Linked DNA regions of Mus musculus: regions 1 and 2 are each linked to region 3. A link is a contact called in public promoter capture Hi-C data. All regions are on one chromosome and are shown on one strand. Each heading gives the region's core, a stretch centred on a gene start, on an enhancer-like site or on the middle of the called end of the contact. The rest is flanking DNA. Distances are from core to core; before and after follow the strand shown. Region 1 overlaps Slc23a2 (solute carrier family 23 (nucleobase transporters), member 2). Region 2 overlaps Adra1d (adrenergic receptor, alpha 1d). Region 3 holds the start of Erv3 (endogenous retroviral sequence 3).

Evidence for each region. Promoter capture Hi-C pulls out the DNA fragments that hold promoters and counts their contacts.
Region 1: a promoter capture Hi-C map of the C10 cell line shows a contact between it and region 3, with 2.8 times the contacts expected there. The contact joins the enhancer-like site here to the promoter of Erv3 in region 3. A contact is called at or near these places in 2 of 39 promoter capture datasets (the 3T3-L1 cell line and the C10 cell line), 1 of 15 datasets of contacts at CTCF or cohesin (the NIH/3T3 cell line), 1 of 484 Hi-C or Micro-C datasets (nephron progenitors), 4 of 115 datasets of contacts at active chromatin or transcription factors (embryonic stem cells and epiblast stem cells) and 3 of 9 other capture datasets (adipose tissue, embryonic stem cells and liver).
Region 2: a contact with region 3 is called in a promoter capture Hi-C map of trophoblast stem cells, with 4 times the contacts expected there. The contact joins the enhancer-like site here to the promoter of Erv3 in region 3. A contact is called at or near these places in 4 of 39 promoter capture datasets (embryonic stem cells, hippocampal neurons, liver and 1 more).

Annotation. Positions count from the first base shown.
Region 1 is chr2:132,121,566-132,124,364 of GRCm38.p6, forward strand. All of the region lies in intron 1 of Slc23a2 (solute carrier family 23 (nucleobase transporters), member 2), which reads right to left. Among named protein-coding and RNA genes, the nearest start is that of Gm14051, 21 kb to the right of the region's middle. Within about 2 kb of position 1,541, at least 14 of the 459 cell types and tissues checked have an H3K27ac peak or open chromatin away from gene starts, as enhancers often do. A contact at or near this core is called in liver, where this site is marked.
Region 2 is chr2:131,543,700-131,546,853 of GRCm38.p6, forward strand. Adra1d (adrenergic receptor, alpha 1d) reads right to left here. Exons shown (of 2, transcript NM_013460.5): 2 at 1,658-2,841. The coding sequence ends at 2,246. All of the region lies in intron 1 of Gm39938 (a long non-coding RNA gene), which reads left to right. Among named protein-coding and RNA genes, the nearest start is that of Gm39938, 7.0 kb to the left of the region's middle. Within about 2 kb of position 1,877, at least 59 of the 459 cell types and tissues checked have an H3K27ac peak or open chromatin away from gene starts, as enhancers often do. A contact at or near this core is called in trophoblast stem cells, where this site is marked.
Region 3 is chr2:131,858,276-131,861,047 of GRCm38.p6, forward strand. Erv3 (endogenous retroviral sequence 3) reads right to left here and starts at 1,472. Exons shown (of 2, transcript NM_001166206.1): 1 at 1,144-1,472.

The DNA.
Region 1 (2,799 bases), core at 291-2,790, 260 kb after region 3:
AAACACACAAAAATGTCCATAGTGGCAGGCTCAAGGATATGTCTTCCTAATTTTTATAATGCGCTGTCTTTTTAAATTTTTATTATTTCATTATATAAATATGATTGTTTTGTCTGTATTCATGCACCATGTGCATGCCTTCACCATATGCATGCCTTGTGCTGCAGAGGACAGGAGGCTGGATCCCCTGGAACTAGAGTTATAGTAAATTGTAAGCTGTCAGGTGGGTGCTAGGAATCAACTGTAGGTCCTCTGGAAGAGCAGCCAGTGCTCTTAGCTGCTGAGCCATCTCTCCAGCCCTAGGCTTATTTTTAATAGTAAACACAGATGTCTTTTACTATAAATGAAAATAAAGTAATTTCTTTTCAAATAAATGATTGGACTGGAGGAATAGCTTAGTGGGAAGAGGTACTTGCCACTGAATCTGACTACACGAGTTTGATCTTGAGAACCCACATGGTGAATGGGAGATGAATTGTATATATATGGAGTATGTACATATTTTTAAAAGCACTTACTTTGTATTTATTGATTGATTAGGTATGTTAGTTTTTGTTTTTTTAAGACAGGGTCTCACCATGTAACTCTGAGTAGCCTAGAAGTCACTACATCCACGTCAGCCTCAAACCTGTCCTTCACCTGCTTGTGCCTGGGATTGAGAGTATTTGCCACACTTCTATGCATTTATAACAGGTCTTGTAACTATACACTTAGAGGATTTCACAATATATAAATTAAAACTAAATAAAAATATCATGACATAGTATTTCATAGCATACTCAATTCATTTGGTTTTGATAAAAGAGAATGTAGGACTAGGAATGTCCTTTCTTGTAACTTTTCTATAGGACAATTTGCCAATATCTATCAACACTTTAGGTACTGTCTAACAACCTTACCACTAGGCCATTGTCCCCCATAAGAGATGCTGCAGCAGTATCATTTAGAATGTCAAAACTAACTTGGCCGGGCAGTGGTGGCGCACGCCTTTAACCCCAGCACTTGGGAGGCAGAGGCAGGCAGATTTCTGAGTTCGAGGCCAGCCTGGTCTACAGAGTGAGTTCTAGGACAGCCAAGAGGACACAGAGAAACCCTGTCTCAAAAAACAAAAGAAATCAAACAAAAGAAAAAAGAAAAAGAAAGAGAAAAAGAAAAAGAAAAAGAAAAACTTAACTAAGACTAGGGCTGAGGCTGGCGGCCCACGTTTGTGAGCCCAGATTCCCTGGAGAATGAGACAGGACAGGACTATCTGGGCTACAGAAGTTAAGGCCAGCCAAATAGCTTGGTGAGAGAGACCTTGCCCCATCTTTTTAAAAGTTAAAAAAGGGGGGTGGGGCGGGGAGGGGTACGCTGTGGGCACAGCTTGGAGGTTAAGCATGCCAAAGGCCATGCATGAGTTTAATCTCTTGTAGTGAAACAAACAAAACACAAAAACATTGCACTGCCTGTCCATCAAGCTTTGGGGTAAGAACAGTAGAAACAAAGAGGGAGTAAAGCTTCTTAGTGCTCTGCAAGGGTTCAAGGCCGGCAACCACACTGCAGAGTGCTAGGAAGGGTGAGAGAGCAGGCCACTGCCATGGTGACCCCGGGACAGCCAACAGCAACACACTCAACAAAGCTTTGCTAATAACAAGCAAAGCCAAAAGCAAAAAAAGCAAAACAAATATTTACCTCCTACCTTGTAATTAATCTGAGGGTCAAGATCGTACACGTTTATTTTCTAATCTACTTACTGACAGGCTCTAGCAGGCCCCAGCATGGCAAACATGGCTCTGGCTGACCTTCCCCTTCCCCTAGTCCCTCTTTCTTGCTAAACTTTACATTCCTAATGCTAGCCACCAAAGTCTATTCCCTTGGCCACTTCCTCCTCCTGAGGCTGACCACCAAGGTCCAGCTATCAAAGTACCAAAGTCCAGCAACCAAAAGGCCCCCTCTGGCTCACCTACTTAACATGCCAATCAAACGAGCCAACTCACCCTAACATGGGTTTCCCCTAACCACCATTTGCCTATGGGCCACATCTGTCCACTCTCTATCCAGAGGCAGTCCTTTGTAGAGCCTTCTGTGGGGCAAATATCCCTTCTCACTCTCCCTTGTTCCCTTCACTCCTCCCTCGTCTCCTGCCTTTGTCTCACATTCCCTGCCCTTTGTTCTGGGGTAGATAAATCTCCTTTGTGCTGAGAACTTGGTCTTGGGGTGTCCTGTGCGGACACTGATTTTGGCCTAGAGGAGTCCATTATCCTATCATCAGCATTCACCTAACAGTTCGTCCATCACTCCCAGGCTCTTCCTAAAGTGTACAATGGACGAGGTCAGTACGGGGCTCCAGGAATAAGGGGCTCCCGGCAGAGCTCTATGAAGAAGCACACAGCTCCGCTGCTTGTGTTTTAGGAACACCCATGGCGCTCTGGACCGGTCCAGGCACTGTTACTGCAGTTGAGCTCTAGGATGGAAGCTGAAGGGCAAGTTCTAGGAAGCAGAACCAAATCCTAGCTGGAGAAAAGCTAGTGGTGGATTAAAATCTAAAGCAACCTTAGACCTAGCCGGAGGTGCTCTGCAGGGATGGAGTCCACTTCTCACCCACCCATGCCCAGTCCTAAAGCTCTTCCCGTGGCTTCTCTATTACAGAACGTCTTCAAGGCTCCAGCCCAAACCAAGCTTGGTCACATACGACACGTTCACTCCTGTGGAGGTTCACGTCTGTGACAACTACCTACAAGACTGAAGCTCAAGCAGGAAGCTCACAAGTTCAAAGTCTGCCTAGGCTACAGAGTGAGCCTGAGGTCAGCCTGGGATATG
Region 2 (3,154 bases), core at 627-3,126, 310 kb before region 3:
TAGGAAGAGTGTGGGAAGGAAAAGTGAGTGGTTAGATGGCATTTAGGGTCCTGGGGTGGGAAGCAGGCTAAGAGACAAACAGCATCATCCTTTAAAGCTTGCTTCAGTCTTTGTCACATCTCCTGTGACCATCCTTCACCAGGCATAGATGCCTGAGGCCTTACCTATCCTTCAAGATCACATGAGGGCAAAGGCCTCCTGTCTTACCTGAACTTCAGGAACAGTTTCTAGTCAGACTCGTAGGATGGGCTAAGGGGCTATGGCCCCCAGGAACCCAAGAAATGGTACATTTCCCCAGATTTTCCTGAAGCCACCCAGGGGCATCATGAGTCCATCTACTCCTCTCTGCTGAGATCCTGTCAGATCCAGGAGTGAGGTCAGCAGCTGTGCTTTATTAGCTACAAAGCAAGATCCATGGAGGCCTCTGCTGAAGAGACCCTTCTGCTCCTCATTCACGCTCAGTTCCCGGTGTGAGCAGCAATAGTGTGCACAGGGCATAGGGCTGAAGCCTGGTCATGGACGACTGCTGTGCTTAGCACAAGTACTGAGTGGGACCCCAAACACCTAAGCTGGCATTTAAAGCAAACCTGGCTCCCTTCTACCAGAGAGATCAGTGCTCAGTAACTTGACACTGGGGGCTACCAACTGACTGATTTCTGACTTGACCCATGGATCCTTCCACTGTGAGAAGCCTGCCCCCTAGCTTCAAGGAGGCCAGCATGTACAAAAGGGGCACTCTGGTGTAGGTAGCACATTCCCAGTGCCTGCTATAACTGCTTCTCTGTACTGGGTGCTTTGAAAACGCAGATCCCAGATCACTTTGTAAACCATTTCCTTCTGATCCCAGCTACTACTCTTGTAAAATTATCGAGAAAGGCTTGGAGTTTCAGGCAGACTACCTCCTTAGTAAAGGACAGAAACTTTTGGTTCACAACACCGATCCATGCTGGAGCCAGTAACTGGCTCTTCCAGTTTCAGGGTCTTGTTTAGAAAGGTGTCCCTCTAAGGGCTGATTGCTCCCAGTTATCAGTCCCATGCAGGTTGGATACATGCGGTTGATATTTTCTTTTCAGAGACTGATCCATGGGATGTATGTCTCGACTCAGAGCTAAGGAACATCACAGCTAGGTATGGCTTTTCTTAACATCCACACGCTTGTCTGCTTGGGTGTGTAGATCCTCTGTAACGATTTATCACTTGCATGATGTAGCCACTATGTTCCCTGAGGCCCTCAAACATTGCAGATGCACCTGGGGGTGGGGGGTGGGTGGGGGGGGTGGGGGAGCTGATACAAAGTCTGTGCTTATGTGACTTTCAAAAGCCAACAAAGTACCAAAGTCCTTTAGTCTTGCTAAAAGATCCAAAGGACAGTGGTGACCCCATGGATTAAAGGGGAAAACCAGTTCCCAAAGTATGTTTCTGAGCTATATGACCTTCCCTCCACACACCAGCAAGGTGAACACAGACTGTCCTGTGATGGCTAAGGATTTCAGAAGAAGGCTCTATATGAATTACAGGCCAAAGATGGACAGTTTGCACAGTCTGAACAAAATATAAGTACTCTTACCAATAAATAGGTCTCAAAATGATAAATAAGGCTCTCCCCTGTTGGCAGCCTGGAATCCCAGTGAGAAGTGATGGGCACAGACAGGCACAATGAACTATGTACACAGTGTAAACAGTAAGGCCCTGGGGCGGGGGGGTGGGTGGGAATGGTGAGGGATTCATACAGTTAGGAGTGTGGGGAAGGGGGCAGTGAGCCCAGGGCAAAAACAACAGATTTGTATGGCGGGCATCCAATATACCACCAAAGCTTGCTGTATGGCAGGTCCTATGGCAGTAGGTCCATTGACTTCCTCCAGGTGGCAGTAAGGAGTAAAACTGTCCACGGATCTTTTCCCTGGGAGCAGCAAAACGAGAATTTGTACCTCTTCCCCCCCAAGGGGAGTAGCCATACTTGAAGTCTTCTGCCTAGACATCAGGAGCTGACTAAACAGTTCCTTAGACTGGATGAGAAGGGCGAATCCCGCAGCTCTTCCATTTCAGGAAGAGCTCTGGACAACTATGTCCAGCAGGCGGCACCATAACCCACCACCTTCCGAGTGCTCCGACCCCAGGTCCAGCTCCGGTTGCTTTGAGGTGAGATGGAGCAGCCACCCTGGTCAGAGTTTTGGATCCGAAGGCAGAATCCTATAAAGCACCCCACCTCTGGCCCCAGCACCCTCCTCAGCCTGAGTTTCGGTCCTTAAATGTCAGTCTCCCGGAGGTTGCTGAGGTCGCCCGGCTCATAAGCCTGGCAGATGACAGCCTCTGCCCCGTCTTGGGGAACATTTAGGGACACTGCTTCTACCTCCGAGCGCAGGGCACACGCAGTCTCCGCGCGCCGCGCGCCCCCAGAGCGGAACTTATGGGACAGGCTGGACACCTTCGCACGCAGCTGGGTCGTGGGTCTCTGTAGCGGCCCAAGCAGCCTCCACTCCCGGAGGGCGGAGGCTGGCTTTCGACGGCCGGAGACCGAAGCCTGCGCCTCCGGCGTGTCTACGGAGCCCGGGCCTGGGTGTGCAGTGAGGGCTAGGGGAGCCCCGGGGGGTGCGATGCGCGGGCTGGGGGCACAGTCGGAGCGCGGGTCGCCGGTCGAGGCTCGCCAGTGGTGGCCGTAGACTCGCCAGAGGCGGCGGCGGCGGCGGCGACACTGGCAGCGCAGGAGGCGGAGGAAGGCGCGCTTGAACTCGCGACTGGAGCAGGGGTAGATGAGCGGGTTCACACAGCTATTGAAGTAGCCCAGCCAGAAGATGACCTTGAAGACGCCCTCTGATGGTTTCAGCTGAGGGAACAGAGAACCTGCGGAGAACAGAGACCAGGCTAGTTAACTGATGGGGTTAGGAGGGAGGTTGACAAAGGACTGCTGCCGACCTCAGAAGCTGAGTCACGAGGTGGGTGCTATCAAGGGGGCGGGAGTGTTTCTCTCTATGAACATAGATGGGGAAAAAGAACCATCTTCTCTTGTTTTCCGAGTTCGACCTGTTAGAAAACTATTTGGGCACAGGCAACGAATCCCAACCAGAAAGAGACCAAACCACATTCAGCCAGTTTCGTATAGAAACTGGAGACTGCGTGTGCCCTGAGCTCGAAAAGTGGAAACAATGTCCCTAAA
Region 3 (2,772 bases), core at 222-2,721:
CCTCTCCTCTGTGGTGAAGAGAGTTTGAAGTAGCTGCTGACAATCTGCCCATGTAGGTGATGGATATAAAACACCATTTCTAGCAGAAAGATCAAGCCTTGGGTTTTTTTCTGAGAAAGAGAGAGAGATTTTGAGTTTCCAGTTATACAGATCACTAGTGGAGAAGGGACCATTGCTATAATTGATTGATGGCCCTTCCCAGCTTCCTCATCCTGAGTGGCCCCTGAGTGTGTGGAGATCTCTTTCAAAGGGAGGATAGCTGTAGGCAAAGACCTGGGGGAAGCATGGCAGGGGCATGGTAGGATGTGTCTTGAGAGGGGAGCCATGGTGACTCTATCCTACCTCAGTGAGAGCAGGCAGGGATGCAGTCTGTAAGAGAAAGGAGGAGGATAGTGAATGGCCAGGAGATGGGTCAGGAAGAGGTCCCACCCCGGGTGTGAGGGGACTCAGGATGCCTCTGGTGTCACAGTCCCTGGCTGGTGCCCCAGCCACACAGGGTGGTGGTCCATCTTCTTCTGATGGGGATGGTAGGGGCTGGAGGCTGAAATTTGTCCCACCCCTTGGTCTTTAATTCTTCTGAAACAAAACTGGCGTCATTAGGGGACTGAGTTGGCTGCTACTCTCTCATCTGGGATAGAAATTCCTCACCAGGAACCCCCAGGCCAGAATGTTGCCTAGTTGGTCCCGGTTTCCTGGTTTTCTAAAGACCTCCTGTTGCACTCTGTAAACAAGAGAAAGTTTGAAGAAGCCTTCAGCAGGCCAGCCCACCTGAAATGAAGGCTAAAGGAGGGAGCAGAAGACAGTTAGTTTTCCTGAATAGCTCTGTTCTCTGCACTCCTGGGGCTTTTCTCTGGAAGTCCTTAAAATGCAACTTCCTCAGATCTCAGGGGGGGTTTCTGGGTGGAAGGTTTTTTCCCCCATCTTTTCAATTTCTTCAAGGACAAGAAATGACACAAAAAGTAAGGCACACAACACAAAGCCACAGTGTTCTCCCACTTGGCACTAATGCTTCTCGTCAGCCTTCCCTTGCCTCCAGAAGGAAGCAACTAGGGCCCAGTGGTTCCTCTGACTCAGGAATTAACTCTGCGTCCAGCTTTCCTATGAATCTCACAGACAGATGCCTGCTACCAGCAGTAACTTTACCTCTGAGAGGGCTCCCGATGCCACTCTTCTACAATCCAGGCATGGAGAACCTGTCGACGGCCACCTCTAAATGTTAGGTTTATCCAAATGTTCTCAGCTTCCAGAAGACCAGACTCCTCAGTGGAATCTAGGTGCTGAGGGCTGGTGGCTCCTTCGGCTTGAGAAAAGTCTTGGCTCTCAGTACACCGAAAGCCCTGGGATCAAGGCTGATCAGCAAAGAACGTGAATCGGGCTGAACGCCTGGATCTCCGTGGAGTCTCCTGATGTTCTGGACCTTTATTAGATACTGGCCAGCTACACACCGGAGACTTGGGATTCTCAAAGTGTGTTCCCAGCTACTGTTAGTCTGGGGTTTATAAAGGCAAAAAACCACAGGTTACAATGTGGGGGTTGAGTTGGCACACACGCTGCCTACATGCAGGCAGAGCTAAACTTTTATTACCGATGCCTTGCAGATGCCTTGGTTATCTTGAGCAATCAAGCGTTTGGTACAGAAGTAGAATCAGCAGTTAGCCTTGTGACCCATTATCGTGTAAGAACAGCAGAGGCAGTCAAACTTTTTACAACATCAGACAGTTTTAGGAACAGCCCAAATACTCCAGGAAGTTATCCATCTTGGGAGTGTTAGCTGACAGGGTAACAAAAACTTTACAAAAACTTACAAGGTAGAGAGCAATTGTACATAATGTTGGCCATCACACTGCCAGAATCTCACATAGTATAGGAATGGTCTGCTAAAGACAGCAGCCCCAGGCCCCATCCCTCAAGGTTACTGCTGGAAATAGTGGAATCTGCAGGTCTGAGAGAGGGGACTGAGAAACTGGTGGGTAGCATGCTGAATCGCACCTGTACCTTGCGACCTCGAGAACAGTGATGGTCAAGAACTCACATCCCACACTCTGCTTCTTTGTGAGTGAGAAATGGCTTACTACAAAGGACTCTGCTGTCCCTGTGACTTGGATAAGATTCCAGTTGACCTCTTGTCATCCAGACAAAGCCAAAAGGACCTCCTAATTTTCATTCTTAGCCTCCTAAATGATTTCCTAACCTAGACATGGTACCTTCCACCTGGAATCCCTGCACTCCAGAATCTGATGAAGGATGATGAACTCAAGGTTAACCTAAGCTATATAGCAAAAACTATCTGAAAGAGAAAGGAAAAGAGTCAAAATAAGTGATTTCTTGGCCTGTTTGCCTCTACCGATCAGTCAGAACACAATTGGTGACAGCCAGACGCCATTTAAGGTCCTCAACTCCCCTGCAGGTCTCTGAAATTTGGTCTGCCTTCAACAGGAGAAGCATATCACCCTCCCGATGAGAAGGTGCCCTAAGTACAGCATCCTCAGACTCTGACAGGCCATGCTGATGAGAACAGGATACAGGAACTGATTGGGAAGATTTCGGGACAGAGACTCGGAACACAAATCATTCTCATTCTATAATGCCCTTGGTTGTGTCTTGGCTGGAGGCCTGGCAAGTCAGACGAGGGCTCAAATTCTATATCCAGCTTCTCATAAGTGAGCTACCCTGTCTGGAGGCTGTATACAAAGAGTGTGACCCGAACTCCAGTCCAGAAGCTAAACCCTCTGGACAGTTTTGGAACTGGTCCTCTAAACTTCCATGATGGAA